Regions from separate parts of the Mus musculus genome. Here region 2 is linked to region 1. Evidence: chromatin contacts called from public HiChIP or PLAC-seq data. All regions are on one chromosome and are shown on one strand. Each heading gives the region's core, a stretch centred on a gene start, on an enhancer-like site or on the middle of the called end of the contact. The rest is flanking DNA. Distances are from core to core; before and after follow the strand shown. Region 1 has its middle 20 kb from the start of Gm21269. Region 2 overlaps Slco3a1 (solute carrier organic anion transporter family, member 3a1).

The links. HiChIP or PLAC-seq counts read pairs in DNA pulled down with a chosen protein or histone mark.
Region 2: an H3K27ac HiChIP or PLAC-seq map of SST interneurons shows a contact between it and region 1, with 5 times the contacts expected there. The contact joins two enhancer-like sites. A contact is called at or near these places in 1 of 484 Hi-C or Micro-C datasets (embryonic limb bud) and 2 of 115 datasets of contacts at active chromatin or transcription factors (SST interneurons and embryonic stem cells).

The regions. Positions count from the first base shown.
Region 1 is chr7:73,845,025-73,847,724 of GRCm38.p6, reverse strand. No RefSeq gene overlaps it. Among named protein-coding and RNA genes, the nearest start is that of Gm21269, 20 kb to the right of the region's middle. Within about 2 kb of position 1,389, at least 1 of the 459 cell types and tissues checked has an H3K27ac peak or open chromatin away from gene starts, as enhancers often do. A contact at or near this core is called in SST interneurons, where this site is marked.
Region 2 is chr7:74,323,758-74,326,457 of GRCm38.p6, reverse strand. All of the region lies in intron 5 of Slco3a1 (solute carrier organic anion transporter family, member 3a1), which reads left to right. Among named protein-coding and RNA genes, the nearest start is that of Slco3a1, 230 kb to the left of the region's middle. Within about 2 kb of position 1,252, at least 25 of the 459 cell types and tissues checked have an H3K27ac peak or open chromatin away from gene starts, as enhancers often do. A contact at or near this core is called in SST interneurons, where this site is marked.

The DNA.
Region 1 (2,700 bases), core at 140-2,639:
GCTGACTTAGAAATTAATGTATAAATAATGGGGTGGAGGGCTATATTGAGATCCTCTGTCACTCATCATCAGAAGGGTTACAATTTCAAACAACCAAGACCAAATGCCGAGGACAATGTGGAAATGAGGAATCTTTATACACGGCTGGTGGGAATAATGCACACTAATGCAGTCACTATGGAAATCAGTGTGGAGATTCCTCAAAAACCTCAGAGTAAAACTAATATATAATTCAGCTATCCCACTGCTTAAATACAACCAATGGATAGTAAGTCAACATTGCATAGGGCTACATGCTCATCCACCTTTCCTATGGCACCACTCATAGTAACCCAACTATGGAATCAGCCTCCTATGTATCCAGCCACAAATACCTGATAAAGGAAATATCACGCTCACACTGGAGTCTTGTTCTGCCATAAACAAGAACAGCACTGTGTCCTTGCCAAGAAACCGAAGGATTCAGAAATCATCGTATTAAGCAAAAAAAAAAAAAAAAAAAAAAGGCCAGGTCCAGAAAGGAAAAAAAAATCACTTGTTTTCTCTCATAGGTAGAACCTAGATTGTACTCATATTTACATATGTGTGCATGCACATATGACATGAAAATAGTGGGGAAACTGTTGAGGAAGAGTAAAGGGAAGACTACAGGGGGAGACGAGACAAGAGACAGTAGAGGAACATAAATATGGTCCAAGTTCAGGTGAGATCCAAGGCTTTGCACAGTGAGTATAAACCCTTGCCTATGACCAATCAAAGCTACACTGACCAAGCCCAGAACGTCAGTAAAAACCTGCAGCCCCTTTGTTAAGTGAGCAGGTGCTTGCCACTCTGACGTTAGGTCCTTTGAGCTTGCCAGCTGAAGTACCAAGAAAAGAGCTTTGCCTGTACTGTCTGTAAGCTATGACTTGGAAATGAGAATTTCTACTATTTGCACAATAACAAATCCCACCATGTGTTATCAAAGACATTTGTCATGCAAGGAACCATTGATAAGATTCACAGCCTCTCAGTCATCAGAAAGCAGGAGGGTGTTATAATATTCAAAATGCTGAAAGAAAGTAAAAATGCCATCATGGGAGAACTCTATATCCAGATGCTTCAGCCTTGCTTGCTATGTCAGCTGCATTTTTTCATCCTTGTGACACAGTACTTAACAGAAGCAACTCTAGGAATAAGGATTGATTTGGGCTCATCCAGTGAGAGGATAAAGTCTATTATGCAGGAAATGCATGGTTAATTCACGGTAGCGAGAGAAGAGACTGAGATGTCTCATAGCTCGGTGGACCAGAAAGCAGAGACTCACTTTCCAGCACTCAGTGGGGAAGCGGGGCCAGGCTATACCCCATAGGACCTGAATCCAGCAATCCACTTCTTTCAGTAAGACTCCACCTCCTACCATCTGCACAATCTCCAGAAGCATCGTCACCAGCTAGGGAACAAGCATTCAGACACATGAGTCTAAGGGAGATGCCTCACTTCCAAGCCACATCAACGATGGAACAGAAATGAAGTGTTTACAGATTAAACAGAATCTGAAGGAGTCTGCTACTAGTCGAGAGTTGTTCTGTCTGAACTTGAAAGAACACTAGGTGGTTGCTCAAAGCCACAGACATAATCAACACCAAGAAAGGTAACTATTCTACACAGATAAATGAGAGTTGGTGTGATTCTGAGATTTAAAAAAAAAAGTACTCTTTTTTATAATATTAATTCAAAGGCAAATGTGAAAATAGTAATAGAGGTTTATAAATAGTACACAGTGTAAAAAGATGAATTGTGTGCTCTGGAAAGAGAACTCAGCAGCTGGGCGTTTGCTCTTACAGAGGACCCAAGTTCGGTTTCCAGCACTCATGTGGAGGTCTAGTTCCAGAGGGACCTAATGCCTTCATTTAACCTCCACAGGTATGAGACATGTATGTTATACCCCTGTGTGCGTGTGTGTGTGTGTTTATGTGTGTGTGTGTGTGTGTGTGTGTGTGTGTGTGTGTGTGTGTGTACATGTGTGTGTGTCTTGTTCAAAACTTGCTGGGTCAGCTTGAGACAAACAATAGTCATCTGAGGGGAGCGACACTGGATTGGAAAAATCCCTCCGTAAGATCAGGCTGTGCTCTCAGGAGCACAGGTCTAAGTTTGACCTACAGCTCTGTCATTGCAGTTTAGGCGCAGTTCGAGAGGCTGCTTCTGAGGACGGTGGCAGGGGCTAGAGACCAGGCTGCCAGGAATGCTGATGGGTTAGAACTGTTGTCATGGGCAGGGCTTAGAACACCTATGATGCCAGAGCCAGGATGGCTTGTGCCTGTTCTCTTCATGAAAGTGCCAGTTTAGAAGTTCTGAGGAACTGGTTGTATGGGACCTGTAAGAATAGAAACTCGTTCCCCTATGGGACTGTAATCTCGGTCACATCGTAGGGGGTGGGCTAGTGTAGGCTTCTCAAAAACAACCATGCAGTACAAGTTGGGAAAGAGCAACTATCATGGTAAATTTTATTTTTATGTTTATTAGTAAGTGCTGTTGTACTTGGACATGGTCAGTCATCTGACATGTTATAGTTTTGATTTTGCTTTATTCTGAGTTTTTTATTTAATTTCCTAAAAGCTAAATAAATGCCATTTTACTTTTTAAAATGACTCTCTGGCAGTACTCAAGCCTGTAGGGCATTTTCTTAAGTAGTGATAGATGCGGGAGGTCCCAGCCTGT
Region 2 (2,700 bases), core at 3-2,502, 480 kb before region 1:
ATCTTCTTTGTCAACTAGGAGAAATAGGAGGGTGTTCTTAGCTTACCCTTTAACACCTCCTGGGGTGGGGCTGGAGAGATGGCTCTGAAATTAACAGCATGAGTTCTTCTTGCAGAGGACCTGGGTTTGAGGCTCACTTTATGGCCCATAGCCACCCATAGCTCTAGTTCTAAGGGATCTTACACCCTCTTCTGACCTGCAGGCACCTCGAATGCACATGGTGGTTGCATGCATATGCATTCCGGCAAAACATGGACACCTAAAACAAAAATAATAAATCTTTGATAAAATAGTTTGATTAGTAAAGCCCCTACTGCCTGAGTATGAGGATGTGAGCCTGTGTGCCCAGCACCTACTTAAGAGTCTGGCAAGGCAGGGCATATCTATTACCTCATGACTGAGGGAAGAAGAGACAGACAGATCCCCAGAGTTCACTAGGTAGTCAGTCCAAACAACTGGTAAACTCTTGGATTCGGTGAGCTGCTGCATCTCAAAAAATAAGGGGGGGGGGGCTGGAAAGACAGCTCCATGGTTAAGAGAACTGGCTGCTCTTTGAGAGGACCTAGGTTAAATTCCCAGTATGTACATGGTAGCTCACAACTGCCAATAAGTTAGGTTTCAGGGGACTCAGTGTTCTCTTCTGCCCTGTGGACACAAGGTATACAGATGGTGCATAAGCATACATACACAGGGAGAATGCCCATATATATAAAATAAAATACAAATTTTAAATTAAGTGGAGATCCATGGGTAAAGGTTCCATACTTCAGCTGCCAGCACCTATACACCCACGTGCAGCTGTGCGTGCACACAAACACGTATGCATGTACACACACAAACATACAAACAGAGAGAGAGAAGGGGGACAGTATATGTATAGAGAGAGATTCCCCATTGCTTTACAAAATGGCCAATCAATGCAAAGGATGCAGACCAGCATGGGTGATGAGGGACATGCACATTGAAATCTATAGGGGGCACAGTGATGCACCAACCAGATGATAGTGCTGAGTGCTGGCGAGAATGAGGAGCAACTGGAACCCACACTGCAGTGGAGATGCCCGGGGAGCGAGCCTCTGCTTCGGGCAGTTTTTGCAGCACCCATTAAAGCTCAGCATATGCCTGTGCTGTGATCCATCAGTTCCGTTTCTGGGCACTTATCCAACAGAATCGAGTGTTTAGGTCCACTCATTTACATATGCATATATAACAACATTCAGAGCAGCTTTATGCATAATGATCTCAAGCTGGAACTAACCCAAGTGTCTGTCTGCAGCAGAATGGGTAAATAAGCTATAGACTGTTCATTCTATACGACACAGCTCAGGAAAGGACGAATTCTCACACAGCCTTCCATGGGAATGTGTATGGGTTGGAAGATGTCACACACAAGAGAATGTATTTATGGGACTTAAAAAAAAAGATGAATTGCCAATTAAAGTAAAAGAAGCCAGAGCCACAGTTGTCCTTGAAGGTTACAGCTACAGAGAGGTACCCAGGAGCCTCCTAGGCAGCTGCAAGTGAGTGTGTGTGTGTGTGTGTGTGTGTGTGTGAAGTGAGTGCGTGTGTGTGTGTGTGTGTGTGTGTGTGTGTGTGCGTGCATTTATGTATGCCTTTGAGTCTAGTTACGTGGAATATGTATATGTGCATGTATGTAATGTACCTGTATATGCAGGTTCATTTTCACACATGTGCATGCGGAGGCCAGAGGTCAACAGTGGGTGTCTTCTTCAGTCCCTCTCTACCCTAGTTTTTGATGCAAAGTCTTTTTCACACTGAACCAGCTGGCCAGCATGCTGCTGGGCTCAACCTGTCTGCCTACAATCTAGCTCTGGGATTCCAGACATTTGCCTCTTCTCCTGGCTCTTATGAAAGTGCCAAGGATCAAACACTCCCAAGCCCCAAAGTATCTGGAGTTGTTCTAAGCTTGACTTGAATGCTGGTTATGGAGGTATCTGCATATCCAGTTTTCCAAGTTGGAAAGTTTACCAGGATGGTCTTTGTGTGTTTCATAAGATGTAACATCACAGTTTTAAAAGAAATTCAACCCTGGCCATCATGATAACATACCACAGTTTTCTCTCCCTGGAAACTGCTGGGCAATGCAAGTTCACCCTCCCCCACTAATCATTCTTACCATCCACTTTTTGGTAAGTATTAGTAAAATGCAGTCAGCTTTTCAATGCCTGCAGGACAGAGGAGAAAAACACATCCCCCTGTAAGAGAAGCTATAGCTTTTGTTGTCTCAAGAATCTGGGCATTAGACCTCCAGCACCCCTGGGTTTATCTCTCAACTCCTGGTTTCTGTGCCAATATATCTTCCATTTTAGTTGTTCTTACACAGTTGCATCTCCGGGACCAAGTCCTATTTTAGAAGAAATGCCTAAGTTTTCTATCGACAAACAAATCAATAGTCTGCAGGGCAGAAAGGTCAGAAAAACAATTCTACTGCCTAGCGTCTGTTTGTTTCCCAGTAATTCCTGTGTGCTGGAGCGCTTAACAAGGTGGAAAGGAAAAGGGGGCGGGGCTTCTTCATATTCTCTAGGCAGGCCAGCATCAGGCATTTCCTGTCCCTATGTCTAGCCTGTGGCAGAGATCCAGTTAGTATGTACTGGGGAGAGCACACTGCAGAGAAGCTGGCAGGGTACACTAGGGGAAGCTGATGTAAGGAGATGCTCTCAGAGTAGCTCCTGCACTCTT